Linked DNA regions of Gossypium hirsutum: region 2 is linked to region 1. The links are chromatin contacts, called in public Hi-C maps. All regions are on one chromosome and are shown on one strand. The core of a region is the stretch at or near the end of the contact, and the rest is flanking DNA. Distances in the headings are between cores, read along the strand shown.

What was found. A called contact is a pair of places that touch in the nucleus more often than the background predicts.
Region 2: a Hi-C map of leaf shows a contact between it and region 1, with 2.6 times the contacts expected there. The contact joins the promoter of LOC107925448 here to the enhancer-like site in region 1. A contact is called at or near these places in 10 of 34 Hi-C or Micro-C datasets (callus, hypocotyl and leaf).

What each region holds. Positions count from the first base shown.
Region 1 is chrA12:21,409,484-21,412,171 of Gossypium_hirsutum_v2.1, reverse strand. No RefSeq gene overlaps it. Among protein-coding and RNA genes, the nearest start is that of LOC107933338, 8.1 kb to the left of the region's middle. Within about 2 kb of position 1,366, at least 2 of the 9 cell types and tissues checked have an H3K27ac peak or open chromatin away from gene starts, as enhancers often do. A contact at or near this core is called in leaf, where this site is marked.
Region 2 is chrA12:21,739,310-21,741,997 of Gossypium_hirsutum_v2.1, reverse strand. It overlaps LOC107925448, which reads left to right and starts at 1,382. Exons shown (of 7, transcript XM_016856139.2): 1 at 1,382-2,688. The coding sequence starts at 1,625.

The DNA of each region.
Region 1 (2,688 bases), core at 117-2,616:
CACATTACAAAATAAATTCGTATTATAATAATTATTTTAATATTATATAAATATTGGTTAACTTTTTTGTTTAAAATAATTTAACTAACTGAGTTGATCAAATACTAAAAGGGATAATCGCAAATTTAGAAATTCTAATGATTTCATCTCATTGTTTAGTTACAAATACAAAAAAAAAAATTAAGAAAAGCTATACGAGATTTGAAAGAAAAAATGTTTAAATAAGATATATTCGTCTGATAATTTTTTAACATATTTAAATTTATTAAACTTATTATTTATTATTATATTTAATTTTATTATTAATTAAAATATTTAATTTTAGAAAATATTTTTATTGATATTTATATTTTTTTTAATAATTTATGTAAACTAACTAAAATTGAAGATTAGTTTTAATGGTTAAAGTATAATTTTAATTGTCAAAAGTCATGTGTTTGAATCTTGTTGGAATCAAAATTTTAAATATTTTTGGAAAAGTTATGAAGAGTCGAATATCTGTAGATATTTGAGATTCGAATAACAAATGCAGACTCGGCTAATAGATATCCAAGGGGTCTATTTGCATCTCTAGCGGATAGTAATTTTGGTATCTGAATTTGCAAATTTCATATTGAATATTTACAGATATCCGAATCCGTAATCCAAATTAACTTATCTAGTTAGTAATTTTTTAAAATTGAATGTAAATCAAAATTCATATAAACTTTACACATTGAATAAAAATAATTTTAATATTCATCCAAAAATATGGTTAATTTTAGGAGTTCTTTTTCTTGTATTTTAATATATGGGGATTATCCCAAAAGGATGATGAATGAATTCTAACCCATCAATATGGGCAGATCAAATGATTATTATCTTTTTAAGAAAAAAGTAAAGATGAATTCTTTAAATGATTCGTAAATTGTCTGTCTATACTTATAATATTCTTCAAATCTAAACTTTTTTCCCTTTGTTATTATTATTATTTATCCACAAACACAGCTCCTGCTTGATTCAAGGAAAGCCATTTTTGATACTTTGATAGCTTTGAAGATTTTTTACTTTTATCAGTTATCACCCATCTTGAAAAACCTTATCCACAGTATACAAGAGAAATCATTTATACCAAAAGGTAAATAATATAGACAAAAAAATTTAATTAAACTATTCTTTTTCATAAACCTCCAATCAATGGAAGTGAATTGAAGTACGGTGTTTCATAATTTAAGTCATCGTTAAAAGTGGTCCATTATTAATTAATAATAGGAAGAAAATTGACGAAAACTGTAATGAAATATGAAACTGGCACTTTAAAAGGGGGTGGTCTAATGGGGCTAATGGAATTTGTCGTGTTGCTCAATTAACCTCGAGAACTCTACAGAGTGTTGGCAATTCTGATCTGCCTCAAACAATATAGAACCATCGGTTGCTGCCAATGTGCAGTGCTTTCCCACTAACGTTTCACGTGTACTTTTTTATTGGTTAAATTTTGATAGTTTCCTAAATTCTTGGACCACCTTATATATGGAAGAAGTTGGGCATTCTTTATTCTTTTCAAAAACCAAAAATGTACATTTCTTTCTAGAATTTAACTCAGTACAGATCAGTTCACATTGTAAAAATATGTTGTCAATAGTTTCTTACATATGTATCGAGTCCATGTAGGGAAGTGTGATTGTAGATATTAAATTTTGAAATTTTAATGCTTTGGATACAATATATAAATTAACTGATTTCGTTTTCCATTTAAAACAAACATTATTGATAACATGTCAATACAGACAGAAAACACCTAGTGCCAAGTTGGCAAGCCATCTCTGCTCAGTATATGTACCAAAGAAGATGTCGGTGAATTCATTCAGTCTTCTAGACTCATCCTCTTTTTAGCCTGACTAGCAACCCTGTCTGCAGCGCCATTAGCTTCTCTCTTAACAAAGGTATATATATTACTTCTTGAAACACTCTTTTACAAATCTCCTCTACATGAAAAATTCTTCGACTACTTAGTTGGGTAGAAAAGTGGAAGTATAGGAGCATGGAGTGGAAAAGTGGAAAATTGTAACCTCTCTAACCCCGCTTAATTATTAGACCTGAATTCGGAAGATTACATTAGCCACCGAAATGACCCAATAAGTTATTGGAGTTTTGAAAACAATCATTTTAAAAAATTTGATTATTTTAGAAGAGAAGTTAGTTAATTATCGACTTATTTATTACTCAAAATTTAGTTATAACTTAGCAGTGGAAAAGTAATAATAGTTTATATTTTTCATAAAAACTAAAGTTCATGCATAACTAATTAATATTTATATTTCAGTAACCTAAAATCAAATTAAAAGTCATGTATGCTAAAAGAAAACAAATCCTAAATCCCACAAAACAATTCAAAATTAAATAATACAATCTCTGAATAATAAAATATCAAATAATAAATATAAATATTTTAATAAATAAAGCCGAGCAGAGACCCTCCGAATGTCGTGTCCGCGTCCTAACCTAGTGGGTTATTTGTAAGGATGAAAATTAAAGGGGGAGTGAGCTATGATGCTCGGTGTGAGTTTAATCACAAGAAAACCAATGCAAATGATTAAACATATTAATATGTCACATAGAAATAATTTTCAATGACACTTTCAGAATACCTATGTTTCAGATCACTCACAATATACATATACATGTCATATTAGAAATCCCAGATTTGAA
Region 2 (2,688 bases), core at 133-2,632, 330 kb before region 1:
CCTAGGCCCATATTGACCCACCAAGTTGTTACTATACCAAAATATGCGTAAAAATGCTTATTTTATTAAAATTGCATCTCATATACTAAATTGGTAAACTAATCGAAATACTGATAAAATGGTTCAAAACAAACTCTTTAAGTATCGAAAGGGCTCTAATTTGCCGCAACGAATTGTTGTAGATCATGTGCCAAATACTAACCCATAAAAGGGGTTAAAAGTTCTTTACAACTATCTCTTATATATATATGTATTATCTATATTATTAATAAAATCCCTAACTGAGTTGGTGTTACAGGCTAACTTTGGTACCAACTTGATTAGGAAATTATGAAAATGCCCTTCCGTATTTAAAATAAGTCATATCATTTGAGGGCATTTTAGTTTTTTATTTTAACAAAAACCAAGAAAAAATGCATATAAAGAGATTTAAACTCATGCTAATTGGATAAATAAAATTTTAAATTTCCCACTCAACTAAAGCATTATTTTGATTTTTTTATACATTTTTCTAATATGCACAATTTATTATCTCTACCAGTTGTATATATCTATGCTATTTATTAAGTTGGTGTCACTCCAACCATGTTACCAATTTGGTTAAAAGTTACGAAAATGCCCTTCCATAATTAAAATAAGTTATAATATTTGTGAATATATTAATATTTTCATTTTAATAAAAACCAATTAAAATATGCATATGGTTGGATTTAAACCCGAGCCAACTGGATTAGTAAAATCTTAAATTTACCACTCAACCAAAACTTCATTTTGATGTATTTATATATTTTTATTTTAATATGCACAAGTTATTATTTCTGTTAGCTGTATATTTATATTATTAATAAAATCCCTGACTGAGTTGGTGTGTCACGGGTTAACCAGGTACTAACTTGGTTAGGAAATTATAAAAATGTCATTTCGTATTTAAAATGAGCAAAATCTCTAACTAAGTTGGTGTCACGAGTTAACCGAGTACTAACTCGATTAGGAAATTAAGAAATGTTTAAATTATTATAAAAATGCATTTAGTGCTTTTATCTGATATATTTATATGTTTAAATTTTCTTTTACTTATAATTTAATTTATTTTTATTTTAATATGGTACATATTTTTTATATTATTATGATTAATTAGTTTTAAATAATATGTTTGGTTGTTTATTGTATGTTTATTCTAAACATATGTTTTGGTATTAATTATATTTATATCGATTTGCCATCTCTCCCATTCCCAACTCTTCTCTCGCTATCAGGTTTTGGAGTGCGCACGTTAGCATATCCCTTCTCTAACCTACGCACCTGAAGGTAAGTCCTTATCCTACGCTTCATTTTTCTCCCTTGTTTCCTTTTAAAAAAATAAAAGTAAAATATAGAAATTAGCATACAAAACCGAAACCCTAATTAGAAACTAGAATAAAATTCTGGAGCCAGTTCCCCCCTTCTCATTTCGTAGTTACAGTGAGATTGATCTGTTCTTTTATTCTTGTTTATATTGTGTTTCTTATAATTATTTTAATCAGGGAATATTGAGGGAGGGAAAATCTAGGGTTAGGACTTTGATACTTTGGCGGGGATCATCGGCATCCGTCAAACGGGTTAACAGCTCGGGTCGGACCCTCCCATGGCAAATTCCGGTGGCGGGAATAAGTTCGTTTCAGTGAATCTGAACAAGTATTATGCCCAACAATCATCTAAACAGCATTACCATTCACATCATTCGGGTTCCTATGGGTCAAATCGGGCACGTACCGGTGCTGGCAATGGAGGAATGGTGGTTCTTTCACGTCCTCGTAGCTCCCAAAAGAGTGGGTCCAAGTTATCTGTTCCACCCCCCTTGAATTTACCATCATTGCGAAAGGAACATGAGCGATTTGATTCTTTGGGACCCGGTGGTGTGCCCGCCAATGGAGGCGCTTCCGTGAGTGGGCCAAGGCCTGGTTCGTCCGGAATGGGATGGGCCAAACCCGGTTCAGTTGCTTGGCAGGAGAAAGAAGGGTTGGTTGGTGGTGATGATCATGTGAATGACGGGGTTGATCGTTTGAATGCTGATGATGGGATGACTAAGGTAAGTAGTGGTGTTTATATGCCGCCTCCTGTTAGGTCAGGGTCAACTTCCTCCACATCTGCTTCAGCGATAGGTTGTCTGCCTTTGGATAAAGCTACAGTTTTGAAGAGAGAGGAATTTCCTTCATTGCAAGCAGCATTACCTGTTGTATCAGGGGCTGAAAAGAAACAGACAGATGGTTTGAATCAGAAGCAGAAGCAATTGGCGATGGCAGGTCAGGAGTTGTCTGATAAGCATGGGGACGGATCGCGATCAAATTCAGTTACTGATATGCTTCCTCAATTGCGGTCGGGGAGAATTGCCGTTGACAGTGAATTGAGTGAGAAAGGTGGAGAAGCTCGTCGTACAAGTGGTTCTCGTTTATTAGAACAAGGCAGGAAGCAGGATGAGTACTTCCCGGGGCCGCTTCCTTTGGTTCGATTGAATCCAAGATCTGATTGGGCTGATGATGAGCGTGATACAGGTCATGTTTCGGACCACAGGAAGGATCAGGGTTACTCGAAAACTGAAGCGCACTGGGATAGAGATTTCGATATGCCAAGGGCTGGTGTACTTCCACATAAACCAGCTCACGGTCTTTTTGACAGGAGGGGACTGCGTGACAATGATACTGGAAGAAC